2 separate regions of the Mus musculus genome follow, and region 1 is linked to region 2. The links are chromatin contacts, called in public promoter capture Hi-C maps. All regions are on one chromosome and are shown on one strand. Each heading gives the region's core, a stretch centred on a gene start, on an enhancer-like site or on the middle of the called end of the contact. The rest is flanking DNA. Distances are from core to core; before and after follow the strand shown.

Region 1 (7,630 bases), core at 4,917-7,416, 540 kb before region 2:
TTTTAGATGAGATTTCTCTGATAATTGTTTTCTTCCTTGTCTGATTCTTTCAATGATACTGTGTTTCTCTGGAGAGTGTGCCCTCTGTAGACATCACGTGCTTGATGTCCATGAGGCTCTCTGCAGACATGGATAGACAAGTGGTTAGTTTATATAAAGCACACGTGTATTGCTCTGACATAGGCAGTGACAAGAAAATAGTTTACTTTTTTCATTGTTTTTCTTTTAAAAAGGAATGAGGAATCAGATTCCGGATGACCCAACTTTCTAATCCAGGAAGCAAAGGAGCAGAGAAGACTTCAATTTAGGGACCAACAAGATGGTTCTCTAGGTAAATGTGCTTGCTGCACAGGCCTGTCAACATGAGTTCGAGTCCCAGAACTCACCTAGAGATGGAAGGAGAGACTCAACTCCACAAGTCTGTCCTCTGATCTCCACAGTGCACTGTGGTGCGCATGCCCAAGGCACACACACACACAGCATTCTCTCACACACAATCGTAATGAATACATAAAATTTACAATGTTTAAACTTTGACCTTTGCTTGCCAAATGCCAAGTTCAGGTTTATCTGTAAAAGGGAAATCAGGCCTGAGACTTATTCCCCCACCTTTATTCTTAAGCTCTCTCTATTATGCAAACACCAAAACACTGAACTTATTTGTAATTTCCTAATTTAAAACATAGACATGTGCTTACCTAGAACCAGAAAGACCATTGCCACACATCCTCTCAGGTGTGGATCCTAGCTTCAAAATCCAGAGTCTGTGTTTAATTTGGAATAGCTGCAGAAGCCAGAAAGCTAGAAAACAGCCACTCGAGGGTGGAAGAGAAAAGTCTCAAGGGAGGTTAGGCAGCAGAATAGAGGTGGCATGAAGGGAGACAGGGGTGGGGGTGGGGGGACTGAGAGAAAGACAACGCAAGTGTGGGGGATGGTGCGTGGAGGGCAGAAGTGAGTACGGTATGGGGAAGGCTAACTAGAGAAACATAATTTATAAGCTCTTCAAAAAAATAAAATAAAAGAATGTGGCCCAAAGGCTAAGAGTGCTTGCTACTGTCCCTGAGGACTTGAATCTGGGTAACAGTACCCACATCAAGTCACTTACAATCATCTGTAACTTTAGCTCCATGGGGTTCCAATGCATTCTTCTGACCTCTGTGGGCAGCCACATCTGTGTGGAATATACATATACAAAACAAACAAACAACCATTAAATAGTTTTTAAAATACACATTACATATAATTTTTAAAAGGAGTTTGCCCCTCCAACACATAGAGGACTTGAAGTTAGGAGGGAGGTAAGGCATTAAAGACAACTGGAAAGAGATAATGTTGGATGGATATAATCAAAATGCATTGTATAAATGGGGGGTAGTGGTATGGTACACACAATTAATCTCAGCACAGGGGAGGTAGTAGCAGGCTGATCTCTATGAGTTTGAGACTAGTCTGGTCTACAGAGATCCAGGACAGCAGGGGGCCACATACTGAGACCCTGTCTAAGATAGGAAGAAAGGAAGAGGAGGAGGAAGAGGAGGAGGAGGAGGAGGAGGAGGAAGAGGAAGAGGAAGAAGAAGAAGAAGAAGAAGAAGAGGAAGAAGAGGAAGAAGAAGAAGAAGAAGAAAAGAATTATTTAAAGAATAAATAAAATATTATTTTACAAAGAGGGTTGACTGGAGGTGCCTTAGATATGAAGATAATTCACCTCCCAGAAACCTTGGGTTATTAAAAATCCACATGCCAAATGTGGATTATTTCTTTATGAGTTGTTGGTCAGGTTGGTCCCAGAGGTCTTGAAACAATACAGGTCAATGCTATTGCTCTTGGCTGACTACGAGGACTCAATGGCAAAACCCCTTAAGATGCCACATACTTTTGTCAAAGGACATGCAGTCATCAAACTTTCCCCATCTTGTAGCTTCCTCTATGCTGGCTAACTTATATCATGCCAGAAGGTGCTATGGAAGCGCCTGCAGGAAAGGCCATTGCCAATCTTACCTGAAGGTTGGCCCTTTAAGCTCCAGTCATCACTAGCCTGGCCAGATGTGTCCACTCCTGCAACAATGGCAAGGTAGTCATGGGGAATCAATGACTTTCTGATGGATTTCGGGCCTGCTCCACAGGAAAGAGTTCATACCTGCTACTACAACCTTTGTCCAAGACCCTGGTGGCCAGGGAGGTCATGGGCCCTAGAGGAAAATGGATGACAATTATTTTGCTCAGTGGATATGGTGTTAAAATGCCTTCTCAATATTTATCTCTATGCTCATAGATAGTTCACTTCTCAGCCCTCATTAGACAAGCTTCCCTAGATCCTTCCCAAGCAATAGACTACAGTTAGTACAGAGACTGATAACTGGCTAAGTGCCAAAAATAAATAACTGTGCTTGGTTTTATATAGAACATCTATATCACTCCTTTCCGCTAAGTCTCAGGGAATAGTGTAGAAAAAATTATAAAAGATAGAGACTGCGGGGGCAGGGGAGCTGTTAGGAAACAATGTCATCTGGATATAACACAATCGATGTATTTACAAACTCACTGTTGCTATGGTTACCTGTGTAAGACTTGCATGAGATAGAGCCTGTCAACATTTTATCAGAGGGGAGAAGGGCTCATGAGACCTCCCCTTCTTTCAAGCCTAAAGTAGCCCTCATGGAGGGGCGTCACATGCTTCAGCGACAATATGAGGAGTGACATACACCCATACTCCAGTATATAACCTACTGGTGCTCAGCTGGGTAACCTTATGTAAACTCAGTGGGTTCCATACACAAGACATGGAAGTAGGAGGGCATTTTTATTTCCTAAAGAATAAAGCTCTCAGGGGTAAGGGGGATGAAAGGGGTAAAAAAAATGACCAAAATTCAACACATGTATATATATCTGTCAAATAATAATGAATAAATGTGCTTTAAAAATAGACTTCTGTAAGTCACAGTGGCCATAAAGGAGCAAAAGAAGGCTCAGTTTTTGTTTTTTTTAATAGAAAATCCCAGGAAGACAGAGCACATCTGAATTTTCAGACTATGTATTTGTAAGTCTTCATAAGTAAAATCCTGTATCCTCAAACTTGCATTGCTAATATGTTCATGTTATACAGCATTGGCTGTTTAATTATTTAAATTGCCTAGTGTTAAGAGGTGTCTATAAAAATTTTTTTGTTGTATATATTAACTGTATAATACAATAGTATGCTTGTGACTTTTGTGTTGAGACAGAGTTCCACTCTGTAAGCCTAGAGTTAGCGGCTTGAAACTCACTAGCCCATGCAAGCCTCAAATTCATGATAATCTTTCTGCCTCAGCCTCTCAAGTGCTGGGTTACAGGGAGAAGTGCCAGGACTGCTCGATAACTGGGACGTTTTCACAGTGATGTCTGCAGAAGTCACGGTGTTTACATGCCAATTCTAATGTTACAGGACCCAAGCAGACACCATGTGAGGGAACAAGGGCAGCGCTGAGGTCTTCTCATGTATCTCTGTGTGCCAGATAATAAACCCCCATGGATGCCTGCCTTCTGGGTCTTCTTAGAAAGAAGAAATAAAGTAGAATTCAAGAGGTTCTGCAAATTAAATTAGATCAGGAGCCTAAAACAGTTAAGCTTCTGATAAAAGCTAAATACACACACACACACACACACACACACACACACGAGAGAGAGAGAGAGAGAGAGAGAGAGAGAGAGAGAGAGAGAGAGACAGAGAGAGACAGAGAGAGACAGAGAGAGAGAGACAGAGAGACAGAGAGACACAGAGACACAGAGAGACACAGAGAGACAGAGACACAGAGAGAGAGACACAGAGAGAGGGCAAGAGAGAGAGACAGAGAGGGCAAGAGAGAGAGAGACAGAGAGAGGGAGGAGGAGAAGGGGAGGAGGAAGAGGAGGAGGAGGAGAAGGGGAGGAGGAGGAGGAGAGATCTAACGCTTTAAGCAAAACCTTCCTATAAATGTCTTTCAGGTTCTTCCCGAATGCAGTTCCTGTCAGCATTCTTGGGGTAGACATTCTGTGAATAAATGGGTGAAGCAGAAGAAGAGACAGTTACAAACCAGTAGCCAATCAGGACAAACTCCTCTCACATTACGTCAGAGTAGTTGGAAAGTGGCTTCAGGAAGTAGAATCTATCATTTAGTTACCCTTGCTTAAGCACCTCAGATTTGAGAGTTTCACTTGGGCCTGGATGTGATGGCTCAGACCTGTAATCCTAGCCCTTAGGAAATAAACAAAGACTTGTTGCAGGGCCAAGGCTAGCCCAGACTACATTCTGAGACCCTGTCTAAATTCCCCCTAACTCAACGCCATCAAAGTTTAATTTGAGTAACTAGTTGAGCGATCCTTATTTCCCTCTTATTAAAAGCAAGTTTTGATTGTGTGATTAGGCTTAAAGGGTTCTAAAGAATCTGTCCTCTGTTACTTTCATCCAGATTACATAATGGTTGACAACCAGTGGTTGTCACCTGTGGAAATGCAGATACAAAGACCAAAAAAGTGCCTATCTACATAAATATTTACAAACATTCTAGACTCCAAACTGAAGAGGCTAAGGCCTCTGCTGCTGTGTCCACAGAGGTTATATTCTCAGCACTTGGCCCAGCTGACAGTCCTACTTAGTGCAAATATGCCTAACTTTCTCAGCCCATAGGAATTTATCAAAGCCCAGTTACGTTAGACATCATATTTTGTGTCATGTAATCAAAGCAACCAAAATAGAAAAGGCCACACTCTCATGCAGTTTACATTCTAGAAAATACTTGGGTGACAGGAAGTGATAGATGATGATGAAGAAAAATGATGTAATGACTGGGAGATGAAATGGACTGTGGAGAAAACGCTAGGCTAGCATCGGCGTTCCAAAAACTAACACTTTGTTTAAGGAGGGTAATTTCCCCTCTTTGCATTTGTTATTTGGAATAGTTCATATGAGTCAGGAAGGGGCATGTAATTAAGGTTTGACTTTAGATGAGAGGGAGTTAATGAGTTTATAAAATAAACTCCCTTTTCTCTGGGGGAAATTATTCTCACACCGGCTCCGAGCACCCTCTTGGTGGGCTCCAGTGAACTCCGCATTCACTGCATTAGAACTCCGTGGGCTTCGGGACTCATAACTCTGCTTAAGTCCACTTGACCAGGATAGATCTTGAAGCTCATCTGATGGCTCTACTCTGTAGACAACTATTAACTGTGGAACAGTGTGTGTGTATGTTTGGGTATGTGCGTGTGTGTGAAGTGCACTAAGAGTATACAGATACAGCTTGCCATTTGCAAAAAGTCATTCAGAACGTCCTAATTTTTGAGATATTAACAGAGGTTCCCTTCTTGCTTCAGTTGCTTTGTGTGTGTATATATATGTCAAATATATATTTATATTATATATTCCATATATATATATGAACAGTACCTGTTAGGTGTTCAGTATATTTCTTACTCCCTCCCCTAACACTTGATAAAAAGGACTGAGTGCTGGGGTCCTTTTAGTTCATTCTTCTGCCACACACTCAGCTCAGGTAGATGGGCATCTGAGCAGAAGGAGCCAGTGCCAAGAAGAAGAGGGTATCCTTTTGCAGGCTGTTAGGGAGCCCGCCTGGGTTAACACCAGCTCAAGGGTTGACACCCTTTACGTTGGGGGCCTCGGGAAGATCCTTTAAGGCTCCTGCTTTGTCTGACCAGACTGTCCAACGGTGCCATTCAGCACAATGGTGAGGAAACACCTAGCTTGTCACGACCCGCTCCGTTGCTCTGCTCAGCGCAGCCGGGACTCCTGAGCGTGGAGCCCCATGCAGGCGAAGTTCAGCCTGCTAGAGAAGCCCAGACCTGGGGCTGGAAAGGGATGAGGGGCTAGAAGCCGGGGTGGGGGGATTTCCTCCCTCGCTCCCCTCTCCAACGGGAGCGGAAAATGTGATTTGCTGTGCATTCCAGGCGCGGTTCCCTGGGGTGACCTCTCCCACCCAGACGGGCAGGGGCAGGGGGGTGGGTGTAGACAAAGAGGCGAGGCGGGCGGAGAGGGGACCCCGCAGGGAAGCAGGAGGGGTGCAGTGGGCGGGGGCACTACCGGGAAAGGGGGCGGATAGCGGGTCCCGCGGCGGCGACGGCGCCTGACCAATGGAGAGACGCAGTCCCCGGCGCTTGGCTGGCGGCATTTAAACCGGAGACCGGGAGATGCCCGACACTAGGTGCGCCCTTCGCAGACCTGGAGACCCAGAGTACCGTGGTAGCGGCGCTCTCCTTCGTCTTCCTCCCGCGTCGAGCCCAAGTGGCTCGAGCCGCGGTCTCACGCAGCGCCACTCGTCCACAGCGAAGAACCTGAGGACCCACGGAAGTGACAGGTGAGCGCGGCGGTATTCTGGTGTGTGTGTGTCTCTGTGTGTGTGTGCGCGCGCTCGCTCGCGTGTGTGTTGGTATGAACCCAGGCTAGCCAAGGAGTCCCCAGGGTTCATACCATCTCGAATTCTTCTCAGTTGTGACACAGCCCCTTGGTGCACCAAAGACCCTTGAGTGCGCATTAAAGAACCGAACCTGGTCCTTCCTGCCGCAGAGGTAGATGTGGTGACTGAGGGGCACTGGGTCCACGGGGGAGGGAGGAAGGTAGAGAGAGAAGTTGTCAAAAAAGTGCATCCCGTTTCCATGTGCTGGAACCCTGCAAACTCGGTCCTGGTGCTTGAAGCACAGAGCCCGCGGGAGTCGCCTGCCGGGACAGGGCACTGTTGCCGAGTCAGAGCCCCGGAGCTGGCATCTCTGTGAGCTGAAGCCGACCTCGCAGCAAGTTGCAAGCAGAGACAGCCTTGAGAGTTGGGTACAGGGCTGGGACAGGGGCGTCTGTAGGAGTGGCGGTCCCAGGGCTTTGAGTGGTAACTGCTAAGGACTTGGGAATTGGTGGCGTGTGCATTTGCGGGTATGGCAGATGCAACTGAGGCTGGTAAGACAGAATCCGCGCGGCTTAACAAGTCGGGGTCGGGTACCTCGAAGCTTGAGTGCACGCGCCACACACTCTTGTGCTGGCTGTGCTCCGGCCGGCGCGTGGCTGTCTTTTTTGAGCCTCTTGGGGGGTTCCACGCTCTCATCCTCCATACAGCAGACCTGCAGGCGCCGGGCAGCCACTACTGGCTGTTTCCCACTTCCGTAGATGCTGGCCGATCTGTACCCCACAGGCCTCGGTAACGCCTCGCTGCGCCTCGCTAGCGACTGCGCTCTACTGCGCGCTTTGCCTCTTGCTCCTCGCTCGCTGCCGCTGCTGTGAGCCATTCCGGTGAGCCCTCTCTAGCTCCTGGTAGAAGTCTAGAGTGAAGGGAAAGGCATGTGGCTGTCATCTCCCTGGTCCTACTTATTTCCTGAATTCTAGTTTGGGAAGAACAACTTCTCTATAGCCCTGGACTGGCTGTTCCCTCTCTGGCGTTCTTCAGCTTAGTGTTTGCCTATGCCCGGCTCTGGCAACCATCCACCAGCGAGACTGGCTGGGGAGGATGCGAGATGACTAGCCTTTCGTCCGAGGACCTTCCAGAGAACCTTAGGGGGCTCTCTGGTCTAGCTCAGCAGCCGTCTTTCCCCTCCCCAGTAGAATCCAAATCCCTACCCTTTGATGGAGAAATATAGCCTAGAAGTGAGGGGTTAAAATCTCCTCTTAACTGTTGGAGGG
Region 2 (7,464 bases), core at 1,878-4,377:
TCCTCAACTCACTCTGCAGTTCTTAAAGTTACTGCCTTTATCGTTTCCCCAAGTGGAGCCTGACTCAGTACAGATCAAAGCATAAGTGTAATTAGCTTAAGAGATGCATTTCAGCAAATGGATGTCTACAGTTAGGGGTGATCTTGTGTGGTTTGGAAGGATTTGTTTTAGCTTGTAGGTTACAGTCTATGATTGAGGGGAGCCAACTGTGCTGGCTAGTTTTATGTTAACTTGACTCTAGCTAGAGCCATAGGAGAGGAGGGAGCCTCAGTTGAGAAACAAACAAACAAACAAACAAACAAACAAACAAACAACGCTTCCATAAGATCAGGCTGCAGGCAAGCCTATAGGGTGTTTTTAAAAATTAGTGATTGGTAGGGGAGGGCCCTGCTCATTGTGGATGTGGCCACCCCTAGTCTGGCAGCCTGGGGTGTCAAGCTGGGCTCAGCACATAACTCAGGTCCTTAGAAGTCTTGGGAGTCTGGAAGAGATAAGGAAGAGGGGACTATAATTCAAACTTTTAGAGTCTTAGGTGCCAGGAAGGGATAGGGAGGAGGAGGTGACTGGCTCCCAACACAAGGCCATTTGGCTTATTAGGGTGGGAAACTGCAAAAGGCTTACTTTCTCACGGTATGATCTCCAACATCTGTGGTGACTTCTTTCAATGATGAACAGTGATGTGAAAACTTAAGCCAAATAAATTCTTTCTTCACCAAGTTGGTTTTGGTTATGGTGTTTTATCACCATAGTAGTAACTCCAAACTAGACACTTACATAGGAACTTGAAACAGAAACCATGGAGAACTGGTGTTTACTGACTTAAACTCACCTGGCTTTCTTATACAAGGACCGGGTCTTCAAAGGCGACCCCTCCCCCAGTGGGCTGGGCCCTTTCCCATTAATTAGCAATCAAGAAAATATCCCCACAGACTTGGCCATAGGTGAATCTGATGGAGGTAATTCCTCAGCTGAGGTTTCCTCTTCACAGGTGTGCCAACCAAGATTAGTTATTGCTGGAGGTGGTGAGAAATGGCGTTGAAGCTAATTTCAGTGGTCTATACAGTTTACTATAGGTTCACCGGGGCAGAGAGTATTTAAATCAAATGAGGTCTCTTAGTTTCTATGTCCCCATGAATAATTTGGTTTCTATATTCAATGGCTTCTTCCTTTTGGCAAAATGAACAAGGTTTTACGAGGTTTTGGGTCAAAGTGAAGGGGCTAGGTCCTTAACTCGCAAATTGAGTGAAACTAACCAGCCTTCCTAGAATTGAGGACACAGCACCGGCCCCATTAACACCATCTGGGTAACTGGTCACCATGGATAATAATGCATAGCAAAGGAGATGCTTATTTATATGATGGTGGCCATTTTCTCTAATGTTCTAAAGCTTTGTTATTCTCGTTGATAAAACACACCTAAGAGTCCCTGTTGTAGGACAAGTAAGCAGTATTGATTAGATATAGCTCTATTTTATTTCATTAGTCAGGTTTCAGATGTTATACATATAGCACTTAGCAACGCTGTATGTAAAAAGGTATAAAGTGCTGAACGGACTAAAAGGAAAGATTTTCTCTGGCCCCATAGGCTGTCAGTTAGCCACCATGTCCGTCACACGGCCCCCCTCTAGTCAACTGCTCTTGGTTTCCTTGATGACTTACAATGGTTCAAGCACCCGGAGAGTATTTCACTGTTCCCTGGGTTCTGCTGAAGTTCTAGCCATGGCTGATGGCGTTCCTCGGCCTTTCATCTATCAACATGTACTCTTGCCAGTGATGGAGACAAGAGTCTTTATCCAAAGGTTGGGCATAGAGGCAAGCATGAAAGGTAAAGTGCCACAATGTGTGGATGGCATGCTGTATTCCAGGCAGCCTTTAGAGGAGCTGGTAGGTTCAGACCCAGAGCTGCTACTCACCTACATCTTGAGGCACTTTCTTTTAAAACATTTTTGTTTTGCCCAGAAACTACTTGACCAGCATACAGAAGGGACACCCTGCACTCTGTGCTTTTAGAGGACCAATCTCACTGCTCCCAAATCCTAAAAAATCCACCCAAGGTCAGGTAAGGATTAGTAGCCTCCTAGGACACACTGTGTGCTCTCAGCAGCCTCACACTCCCCTGAGTCCAGAGGGCTAGCTCTAAAGTGCAGAGTATGGGTAAGCGTGGGCACAAAGAAACAATTCTGACGCCATCTGATTTCCAAATTGAGGACAGCTTCTTGAAGCTCCCAGGGGCTAGTGAAGCTCTATTCAATGGGGGTGTAGTGTCCTTATCAGATTAAAAAAACAAAAACAAAAAACAAAACCAAAACGTTTATTGAGTTTGTTCTTTGCCAATTTCATGCACGTGTACTGTGCATTCTGATTATTGTACCCTCTCCTTATCAAATTTTAAAGAGTGAATGGGTTCTCTAAAGAAGAGCTACCCACGGGGTTACAAACTTTGTTATGGATGAGCAGTCACCCTCAGTCTCTCCTTGCTGCATGAAAAAGGAACACCCATTATGGGTGGTGAGGTGGTGAGTGGTCAGCGCCCTGCTCCAGATGGGCACTCCCACCCAAATATGAAACCAATACTTACTCTCTCTCTCTCTCTCTCTCTCTCTCTCTCTCTCTCTCTCTCTCTCTCTCTCTCTCTCTCTCACACACACACACACACACACTCTCACACACACACACACACACACACACACACACATGCACCGTGCAAAGTGGACAAATCTAGAGGGTTTGTGCCCAATTTGGGGGCACTGAATCTAAGCAACTGGCCTTTGTGTAAGAGCCATCTTCCCGTCGCCGCGGGGCGCGCGTCTCCACCGAATGTGCGGTGCCGTGCGGTGCGGGGGAGGTTCCACGGCTCCGGCCCGGGTCCCTAGCTCTGCCCCACACCCGCCCGGCGCGCGCCGCGCTGCGCTGTCCGCGGAGTCCGTGGCTGCCGCGCACTTGGCTGGGGCGAGAGGAGAGAGGGGTGGGCGGGCTGCTCGCCTGGCATTGGCGCTCTGCAGTGCAGTCAAGTGTTAGCCCAGCTCCCTATATGGTCGGGGATTAGCTCGGCGCTGCTGAGGCTGAGCGAGGAGCAGGAGGAGGAGGACGGAGGAGGAGGAGGAGGAGGAGGAGGAGGAGGAGGAGAAAGAGCAGCGGCAGAGCAGCAGTCAGCGCACGCCGCTGCCTAGGGGAAACAGAGGCGCCCGAGGCTGGGGCGCAGCGCACGCCCTGGGAGCCATGGCCGAAGCGGGAGAAGGAGGCGAGGATGAGATCCAGTTCCTGAGGACTGTGAGTCTCGGCGGCCGGGCGAGGCGGCGGGCAGGTGGGGAGGAGCGCGGCGCGGTGAGGAGGGGCTGCGCTGCGCCGCGGTGCGGGGCGCGTTCTCCGCACTCGCAGGCTGCAGAGGCGGACCAGCCACCTCTCCGCGGTGAGGGGCTGAGTGGAAAGGGGCCCCTTCTTCAGCCTTTCCCCCTCATTCCGTGCTGCCACCTCACACTCTCAGGTCTCCCACCCGGGACTGCTCGCTCTCCGGGCAACTCGCTACTTGGTCTGAAACCCTTGATGCTCAAACTTCAAGCTGAGCTTGGCTTGTGATTCCTCCGACCCAGAAGATCAGAGGTGTTCCACAACCGGCCTCCTGTCACCTCCACACCTTGCCGGGTCCCTCATTCGAGCTGCCTTTGGGCTCTAGGGGACAGTCAAGAAAGGAGCCAATGGGGCAGGGGCGAGAGTGGGGATCCCGGTCTGGAAACCGGGCGCCTGCTTTTGGTGGCAATGTAGGGACTGATCAGAAGGGAATTCATCCAGTACTGTCCGTCTCCCTTCTCTTTAAATCTCTATTCAGCAACTGCTGCTAAACCTTACTTGACTCACCCGCGGGTGTGTGAGAGCTACTGTTTGTGCTCCAGGCTCCCAAGAACCCTGCAGAATGGGGAAATCCCGGTCTGTGGCTCCGCGTCATCAGGTCCCCTTCTTGGCGCTGGATGGAGGGCAATGCTCCATCCCAGATTTGGGGAACGGGGCAAAGTCCAGCGCTGCTATGCCTGTCTTCCCCTTCGGGAGTTAACAACTCAAGGTGGTCGACCACCTTGAAGGACAGGGGGCAGCAGGTTGCTTCCTAGGGCTGATTTCAGCCACCTGACCTTGAACAATTCATATAATCTTCTCTACGTAGCCTCAGTTTCCTCTCGTGTAAAATGGAGGCAAATGTAACTAGCATTTCATGAAAGATAATTAAATGAAATAGTGAATTCCATAATATTTTGCAACTGACAAATGCTTTATAAGTGCTAGGTGACGAGGTAGGTAGGTCTGGAGAATTAGAATGAAAATCTTACCTTGCACTGTCCTTTTTAAGAGCGCCCTGCTTCTTTCTGTCCTGGTCATAGAGGACGACAACTTTGCTCTGTCCATCTTTTGGAACGTTCCCTCTTGCTTTGCAGTTTCCTTCTAATAATTTTCAGACCCATCCTTACTTCCATTGTCTCTTCTTCAAACACAGTTCCTTGGTCAAGGCTCAGTCTTGGGTCTTGTTTGACGGACAGAGAAGACCAACCATTCTCCTAATACGTCCGAGAGGCCAGAAGCTCGTCTACTTTGTCCTGGTTCATCTTTACACTGTACACAGCCCACCCACTGTCTCAGGGCCCGGCAAACTACCTGTTCTTCCCAGAGCCCCGTGGGACCCTTTTGCTTTTCCTCCAACAGGTGTCCTCAATAGTGAATGACTAACAGCACAGGTGCTTCTGGATTTGTGCCCTCTTCAGCCATGTTGTTTGTTTGTTTGTTTATTATTAAAAGTCTAGGCACAGATAATTGAGGAAATTTTCTTTGGGCAGCTTGAGGCAGCTTGAAGATGAGACTCAAGGAGTTAAGGTTAGAGATCCGAAGCCTGACCTCAAGTCTTCATTTCATGTAGGCTGCTTGTCTTAGCTTCGGTAGCCATCTTCCCAGCCTTCTCTGTACTGGGCAGTGTTGTTGTAGTTGAGAACACCTGTAGCCAAGGCTTAAAATGGCAGTGGTTGTTTAACTTTGTCTCACCAGTTTTCTGGAGATCAGAGTAAATGGAACTCTTTTTAAAGCCAATCTAGAGACTCTGTGGGGCTCAAGCACCCTGATCAATAGTTCATTTGCAGAGGGCTGAGTATCTGCACAGCTCAGAAGGAGAGCTGAGGTCACCAGGGAGTGACTCCCAGGTATGACAAAACCAATTCTTTCTTCAGCAAAATTACCTGGATTTTTTTTTTAAAGGATTGTGAGGTAGTTTACATGAGGTAATCTTAAGTATGATCTTCATCTTATTCTTGCTTGGAACTGAGAGAGGTACAGGAAATCAAACGGCTTGGCTGTGGCTACCCAGCAAGTTGCTGGTAATTGTTATTATGTAATGTTAAGTTTAACTCCCAATGGAGCTGTGAGGTCTGCTCCAGAGGTTAGAATATTAGGAGTCCATGCAGATGAATTTGACTCTGTTCCTCATTAGCCATGAATTAGATGAAACGATTTATTGGAACTCTGGAAGCATATACTTGATCTCTGCACGAGCGTACACACACACACACACACACACACACACACACACGACATTATCTTTCAGTTTTTCAGAAAGTTAGAATCACTGTGCTCTACTTAGCAGGGTAATGTCTTCACCTGTGAATATACCTGCATTGTACACAGGGCATTTTACTTTGAACTCACTCACTTCTACCTTAGCATATTTTTCTTCCCTACAAACGGAATCTGCTAGAGCATATTGGCCACGTGTCAATCACCTTAACATTGCTTTGGACCAGAGGTGACTATTTCACAGTGAAACAGAATCATCCTTTTGCAGCTGTGAACTTTAAAGGATTGCTGTCTTAGAGAGCAAAGGCTTTTAAATCTACCTTAAAAAATAACTACAGAGTAGCATCCTTCTGTGGATACTAATCAAACTGAGGATGATGATAATGTCATGTGGATCACGCAAGTGACAACAGTGAAAGCCGCTAGAATTATCGATGGCATAGAATGAGGTAGGAGGCAGCCAGCCAAGGTGTGTTTGGTGTAGCTTTAGACCCTTATGAATTGATGTTCTATACTCTGGCACACTTGAAACCCAGCATTTCCTAAGTAAGAGTGGGTCAACGGCAAGGGCTTTGGAGATGAAACTTATACTCCAAACCTCCAGAAGGTGATGGAACCCCATAGATTCTGAAGTCACTGGAAGCCACGTCTGTTATGCAGAGAGACAGAGAGAAGAATCACCTGATCTGTAAGGTTAGAATTTTCTCTCCCACTGCTGTTGGCAGTGGCATCTTCCTCCTTTCCAATTGCTCCTGCTGACGTAGCCGGTGTCACTGACGTGGCTCTGAGGCTGCTCAGAAGCAGATAAACCTGCCAGCCACTGATCCGAAAACAAGAAGTTATGGCGAGAAGAGTGACAATTACCCTGTCTTCAGACAGTTGGCAGAGTGGCTGGCATCAGGAGTGCCAGGGAGATGCAGTTTTCCCATAGACTACACTAGCCATTTAAAATTGCAACAAAGCTCTGAGCCTTCACTCGCTGTTTTCATACCACAGCCCTCTCCTTGTTAGCTTCATTCTATCATACAGGGACTTAAAACAGAACTTGGGATGTGGTAGGCATCCATTTCTATTAAAGACAGGTCACAGGCTGCCTAGCTGAGCCCTCTCTGTAAAAAGTTGTTCTCCTTTGTCCCTGAACTGCTCTTGAACAAGGAAGGGTATTTGGATCGAAAGTCAGGGATGCTCTCATCCTTCCACGGTGATTCAAACATATCTGTGTATTAGAATTCTACCAGTGATGTGAGTTCTGCCCTTCTGGAACTCATAGCTCCTGGCTGGAGTGCTGGTGAACTTTTACCTGGTGGCTACGGATGCTAGCTTGCTTCTCTTGTAGGCAGTGTGGATTTATTTCCCAGCTCTTGAAGTAGATACTTTTGCTCAGGATGCCAAGTGGGAAAGATGTGAAAAACATCCTCCTGGAGCTGCAGAGAGCATAATGCAGGCAGAGCTAGAAGGCAGACCCCAGATACCCAGGTGTGGACATCTGCAGGGCCGACCGGGAGCTCTACTGCCAAATGAGTGTGAATGCTAATGCCGGCCTTCCAAGGTCTCTACAGGGCCTCTCAACTACACAGTCTCTTCCTTGACAATCTCTCAGAGTTGATTTGATTCGGTACCAGTGTAGTAATGCACATAATATTCTCTTCTTCCCAGCGAAATGCCCCTGGTGCGTGTGAATAGGAAGCAAGGCCCTTTCTTCCAAGTAATCAAGTTGAGCTGGGAAAACTGCTTCTGCATTAGGGTGTTGTGGCATTTAACTGCTGTGGACCAGGGTTGACCAGAGGTTTTAGCTGCTGAGCTTAGGAAAAGAACTGAGGTTTGACTGCAAGCTTGCAGACGTTTACCATGAGCTGTGGCCATGATGACGAAAGAGACAAAGAAACCAGCCTGCAATTGGTGAATGTATGACGAATG

What was found. Promoter capture Hi-C pulls out the DNA fragments that hold promoters and counts their contacts.
Region 1: a contact with region 2 is called in a promoter capture Hi-C map of embryonic stem cells, with 3 times the contacts expected there. The contact joins the promoter of Grem1 here to the promoter of Ryr3 in region 2. A contact is called at or near these places in 3 of 39 promoter capture datasets (embryonic stem cells and liver) and 1 of 484 Hi-C or Micro-C datasets (embryonic stem cells).

The regions. Positions count from the first base shown.
Region 1 is chr2:113,757,184-113,764,813 of GRCm38.p6, reverse strand. It overlaps Grem1 (gremlin 1, DAN family BMP antagonist), which reads left to right and starts at 6,166. Exons shown (of 2, transcript NM_011824.4): 1 at 6,166-6,323. It overlaps Gm46756 (a long non-coding RNA gene), which reads right to left and starts at 3,657. Exons shown (of 2, transcript XR_003954050.1): 1 at 1,999-3,657; 2 at 1-1,499.
Region 2 is chr2:113,212,746-113,220,209 of GRCm38.p6, reverse strand. It overlaps Ryr3 (ryanodine receptor 3), which reads left to right and starts at 3,127. Exons shown (of 104, transcript NM_001319156.1): 1 at 3,127-3,270. The coding sequence starts at 3,220.